2 separate regions of the Macaca mulatta genome follow, and region 2 is linked to region 1. Evidence: chromatin contacts called from public Hi-C data. All regions are on one chromosome and are shown on one strand. Each heading gives the region's core, a stretch centred on a gene start, on an enhancer-like site or on the middle of the called end of the contact. The rest is flanking DNA. Distances are from core to core; before and after follow the strand shown. Region 1 holds the start of FAM216A (family with sequence similarity 216 member A). Region 2 holds the start of VPS29 (VPS29 retromer complex component).

Region 1 (2,868 bases), core at 91-2,590:
GGGAGGCCGAGGCGGGCGGATCACTTGAGGTCAGAGGTTCGGCACAAGCTGGCCAACATGGTGAAACCGCGTCTCTACTAAAAATACAAAAATTAGCCGGGAGTGTTGGCAGGCGCCTGTAATCCCAGCTACTCGGGAGGCTGAGGTAGGAGAATCACTTGAACCCAGGAGGCTGAGGTTGCAGTGAGCCGAGATCGCACCACTGCACTCCAGCCTGGGCAACAGAGCGAGACTCTGTCTCACACTCAAAAAAAAAAAGAAAGAAAAGAAAAGAAAAAAAAGAAAACAAAAAGAAAGAAATCCCCGTTTGACAGAAAGGTGGCTCATGTCACAAGAGGGAAGGAACTAGTTTATGGGCCTGGACGCCCCCAGCTGAACTGGGGGACATCTTCCTCCTCTGTTCCCGCCGCCTCGCCTTTCGGTGGACACACCGTCCTGTGCCAGACAGCAAATGTCCCAGTAGGGCTCGCAGCGCCCCCTCGGGGCAGAGAGATGCACGCGGGCGACTGTCGCAGTCACCTCGTGGCCACTGCACCAAACGCTTCTCCGAGGCTTCCCTCAGAGGCCCTCCCTCAACCGCGAGGCAGTCCTCCCCTCTTCCCTCCCGTCCACAACACAACTGTTCCCCGCCTCTCACTTGAGGGCACCGGAGCCAGCCCGAGACGCACGGCCGGCCGCAGCCCTCCTCACGGGGCTCACGACCCGGGGGCCCCACGCTGCCACCCCTTGCCCCGGGGCCCCCAACCTCACCCGCCGCCGCCACCCTCGGTCCCGGCCACTGCGGGCGGCTCTGCAGAAGAGCTACGCTCCGTCCAGTCGGACCCAGGACCCTGGCCCGGCATCTCCGCGGCGCCGAGACCGCGAGCCGTGTGCGGGAGCAGCTGTCCCAGCGTCCCTTCCCTGACAGCACGCGTGCGTCAGGCGGCTGGTATTCCGGAGAGGCGGTTCAGATGCCGGCTTCTCGCCCCTCCGAAGCCGTTCGGACACTACCCGAAGAGCTTCGGGAGAGCGGGGCGGGCAGATCCGCGACCCCGGAGTTACGGTGGGGGAGGGGCAGGAGCGCTGCGGTAGCTGAGCGTTTGCACGTTTGCACCTCTGTGGAAGCAGTGCGTCACAGGAGGGAAATATACATGCTCCCCAAAACAAGAGGTGCTTTCCACTTCAGTATTCCAGATCCTCAACACATTTGCAAATCGCGAGGGTCACCATATAGGTCAAAAGTCTGCACGCAAACCACGGACCGAAGCACGCGGCTCAAGGATGCGGAGCTTTATCTGTTATCCGTTATTACCCAGGTATCCAAGCTTAGGCTGCATCCCAACGGCCGATTTCCAACAACTACTTCTGCGCACGCGCATACCATCTCCTTCACCCCTCCACTTTTGTCTCAGGATGCTTTTCTCACCGGATTTGGCCCGCGGGCTGTCCCGTAGAAGGAGGTGTGGTAGAAATGGAGACGTAGAAAGAATGTGGATTGCGATTGGTTCGCACTTCACTTTCCCGGAACTCAGTGGGCGTCGCGCGAAGGCTGAGGGAGTGTGGCGGGCGGCTCCGGGAGCCGACATGCCTCGGTATGCGCAGCTCGTCATGGGCCCCGCGGGCAGCGGGAAGGTGAGGATCTGAGGGGACAAGGAGAGAAAAGTAGGGGTTCATGGGAGGCGGGAGGTTGGATCCTGAGGGAGCGAGGCGGCGGGTATGTGTACTGGGAACCCTGAGACCCCACGCAACTCATTTATGCTGTCTGGCTTCATGTTTTTTGTTGTTGTTTTGAAAGGGAAATAATGGTAGTTGTTAATATTTATTGGATACTTAAGCCCCAGGCAGTAGATTAAACGCCTTGCTGATTTCTACAACAACCCTGTGAGAGAGATCTCATTCTCATTTTGCAGACAACGAGACACAGAAAGGTTAAGTTCTTTGCCCAGCAAAAAAATTTAAATCCAGTTTTGTCTAAACTCCAGAATCCGGCCCTGTTTCGCTCCCAGAAGGGTAAAGTGGGGTCTCGTTAATTACTGTTTCTCAGAACTTGGAACATGGACTTTTGGTATTTAAGGTGCTTTTAGGTGGTACATGGACCCAACATTAAGGAGCATCAGATCATGTATTGAGGAAATTGTTGCCTTTTCATTTCTCTTTCAGTTCTTCGCATTTAGGAGAAATTGTGCTCGGTGCTAGTGTGTATCTTCAGCACTTATTTAATCCTCAGGTCTTTTCAGAGAGCAGTTCTTAGTCTCAGAGCTTTTAATAGGCACTTGTATTTAGCTAAAATTAAGAACATTTAAAAGTTTTATATAATTTTATGTCTAACTTCACGTTATGTCAAATATAACTGGTTTTCAGTTTACAGTAGGGATAAAATTTTTTCTTGTAAACAAATATTAAGGAAATGTTAGGAACATTCAAATACAGTGGGAATGGTGAAGATATGGATCAAATAACAGATGTGTGGGAAACATAGCCAGGCGTGGTGGCTCACGCCTGTAATCCTATCACTTTGGGAGGTGGAGGTGGACGGATCGCCTGAGCCAGGAGTTTGGGACCAGCCTTGGCAATACGGGGAAACTCTTGTCTTTACAAAAAAATGCAAAAATTAGCCAGACCTGGTGGCAGGCACCTGTAGTCCCAGCTTCTTGGGAGGCTGAGGTGGGAGGATTACCTAAACCCAGGAGGTTGAGGCTGTGGTGAGTGGTGATCGTGCCACTGCACTCCAGCCTGAGTGACAGAGATACTGTCACAAAAAAAGAAAAAGAAAAACTGGGAAACACTAGAGTCTGTGGAGGTGTTGTGTGGCCTTAGTTTTTAACAAACACATTGTTCTAAGCTGTTGAGTTATTCTGAGTAAAAAACATGTACATGTAACTAAGATAC
Region 2 (3,028 bases), core at 399-2,898, 41 kb before region 1:
CTTTCCCTCTAACAATGAAAACAAATCACAAGACTAGTTCAGCATTCAGAGGACTGGAGAAATTCAAAAAGAACAGTATCTTATAGACTAATGCTATATTACTTTTATACAGTATACCCTTGGCAAAATGCCAGACACATAGAAAGGGCTCAATAAATTTGTAGTATGTGAAATGATAAAACTGACCGAAATTCATCCTTCTATATGTTTACAGTGTTACATGGAGCTACTGTGGCAAACCAGTTTCCATACTAATATATTTTACAAGTTGATTTAGATAAATGTATTTGACTCCCCCAAAAACTGTGAAAACAGTGCATGGAGAAGATAATCTGAAGAGGTTTTAATAGCTTGATATCGAAGTCACAACAAGTCATGAGTGAGAAATCAGGGGTATTCAACATACATCTCTGATGTTTGAGGGTAGCCAGACTTCCCCACCACAAAACATATTTAGGGCGGGAAAACACACTAGTCTGATCCCGTATGACACTGTTAATGTTCATTTTTTTTTTTTTTTTTTTTTTGAGAGAGTCTCACTCTTGACACCCAGGCTGGAGTGCAGTGGCGCGAGCTCAACTCACAGCAGGCCTCGACCTCCCAGGCTCAATCGATCCTCTCACCTCAGCCTTCCAAGTAGCTGGGATTACAGGAGCCTACCCCGTACCCGGCTAATTTTTGTATTTTTAGTAGAGACGGGGTTTCATCATCTTAGCCAGGATGGTCTCGAACTCCCGACCTAAGGTGATTCACCCACTTTGGCCTCCCAAAGTGCTGGGATTACAGGCGTGAGCCAAGGCGCCCGGCCTAATTTCCATTTTGAAAGCGCCGTTTACAATACTAATAGTTTTTGTACATTCCAGCTATTACTGGGCTCTTTACATGCATTTCCATTTCACTGACTCCAAACAAACTCTGTGACGAAGGTGCTCATTACCCCCGTTTCGGTTTTAGAGACCGAGCCCCAAAGAGATTTAGTGACTTTTCCAAGGTCAAACATTTTTAAAAATGGTAGAATCTGGGGGGAAAAAAAACCAAACAGGTTAATGCTTTTCTCTTGGCACAAAAAATACTTTTACTGTCCAAGCATTATTTTTTTATCTCAACTCCTCCCCATGCAGTCCTCAGCTTCCCGAGTTTGTGGCCCCATGGTACAAACCTATTTCCCGGATACCACCCATATTACATCTGCCTTTAAGTAACACGAGATGGGTCCTCATGCTCCCCTCAGAAGCTAACAGGACCTTCAGTGGGTGGGACTGTGGCCAGGGCGTGCGTCCTCAGTCCTTGCACATAAAGGCAAAGAGGAAAAATTAGACGACGGTAGGGACGACCTATTAACGTCTGCTTTTCCCTCTGCTAAATGGGAAGACAACAAAGGCCGCTCCACCTTTCACCTGACTGCCGCTCATCACGCACTTCAGCATGGCTACCACACGCTCTAAAAAGCAGGCCCGGAAGGCGCGCCTCAGCTCGACGGCCCAGGTGCCCGGATGTTGCCCGCGCTTTTCGAAGCTTCTCGATCTTGTCTCTGCACTCCACCACCCCGCCTCCACAAGTTCCCAAACTGCTTTACAGCGGGGAAGGGCCCGTGTGGGCCTCCGTACGGCAATTTCTGTCGCCCTCTGTGCTCATTGGTTGCGGTTAAGTAGGCGGGTCGCCGAGGAGCCTGAGGAAGAGGGCGGCGGCGGCGGTGGTGACTGAGCGGAGCCCGGTGACAGGATGGTGAGGGCTGCAGCTGTGGCGACAGAGGCCTGGCTCTCGGCTGGGGTGCTGCGTTGTTGGGAGCTGTGGGGAGTCCCAGGAGGAGGGATTGGGAAATCCCGGAGGCCTCGGCGTCAGGGCCTACGCGCTGGCCTGGGAAAGGCCCAGGAAGAGGGCTAGGGAAGGAAGGGAGCGGCCACCTCTGGGTGCGGCTGGCCTAGGTCTCGTATCCCGGCCCCAAGGGGCCAGAGGCCATCCAAAGAGTAAAAAGGCCCATCTAAGCTGCCCGACCTGTCACGAGACCCGCACTCCCGAGCCAGGGAAGGCCATTGATTCTATACCTCGAGTGTTCCGGGGATAGGGGCACGGTCCTCCTCTGTTTCCAGACGTTTCCTACTCCTTTCCCGCAAAAAAGCATCTCCCGCTGGTTGGGGTGTAGTGGTGGAAGCTGGCCTCTCGAATGCAGAACGGGAAGTAGCGAGCAGAATTTCGTACCCGTTTAAGTTTCCCATCTAGGGAAAGGGAATAAACGACCCTCTTCGCCCCTGAAATAACATCCAGCTGCCATTGAAATGAACAGGTGTGCGCTCAGAGGGCGGGATTTGGCGCTTGCAATTGCTGGAACTACTTCTTTCCACGGGTTGCTACGCCCCTTTAGGGTAGGATTCCTTAATGATGTGTGAACTCCTTGAAATTGTTAGGAAATTTTTATGAATATATACATTTTTTCTGGGGAGAATGCCGGTGTTGGAGACTTGCCTAGTCTCCAGCCACCTTCAAGCAATCACCCCTTCACCCCCAGTAGGTTGGTGCCCCTCAGACCTTCCTACATAAAAATTGGGGGCCTCTACTAGAGAGGCCTTATAGCTGTAATCGTATTTTTCTTCTTTTTTTTTTTTTTGAGATGGAGTCTCGCTCTGTCGCCCAGGCTGGAGTGCAGTGCCGCGATCTCGGCTCACTGCAACCTCTGCCGCCCAGATTAAAGCCTCAGCTCCTGCCTCAGTCTCCCGAGTAGCTGGGATTACAGGCGCCCACCACCATGCCCGGCTAAATTTTTGTATTTTTAGTAGAGACGGGGTTTCACCATGTTGGTCAGGCTGGTCTCTAACTCCCGACCTCAGGTGATCCACCCGCCTCGGCCTCCCAAAGTGCTGGGTTACAGGCGTGAGCCACCGTGCCCGGCCTGTAATCATATTTTCTTTTTTTTTCTTTTTTTTTTTTTTTTTTTGAGACGGAGTCTCGCTCTGTCGCCCAGGCTGGAGTGCAGTGGCGCGATCTCGGCTCACTGCAAGCTCCGCCTCCTGGGTTCACGCCATTCTCCTGC

The links. A called contact is a pair of places that touch in the nucleus more often than the background predicts.
Region 2: a Hi-C map of fetal cortical plate shows a contact between it and region 1, with 1.7 times the contacts expected there. The contact joins the promoter of VPS29 here to the promoter of FAM216A in region 1. A contact is called at or near these places in 2 of 14 Hi-C or Micro-C datasets (cortical neurons and fetal cortical plate).

What each region holds. Positions count from the first base shown.
Region 1 is chr11:117,635,934-117,638,801 of T2T-MMU8v2.0, reverse strand. FAM216A (family with sequence similarity 216 member A) reads right to left here and starts at 1,340. Exons shown (of 6, transcript XM_077955085.1): 1 at 751-1,340. The coding sequence starts at 842. It overlaps GPN3 (GPN-loop GTPase 3), which reads left to right and starts at 1,073. Exons shown (of 8, transcript XM_002798775.4): 1 at 1,073-1,295. The coding sequence starts at 1,131.
Region 2 is chr11:117,677,383-117,680,410 of T2T-MMU8v2.0, reverse strand. VPS29 (VPS29 retromer complex component) reads left to right here and starts at 1,648. Exons shown (of 4, transcript XM_077955088.1): 1 at 1,648-1,725. RAD9B (RAD9 checkpoint clamp component B) reads right to left here and starts at 1,574. Exons shown (of 12, transcript XR_013401392.1): 1 at 1,391-1,574.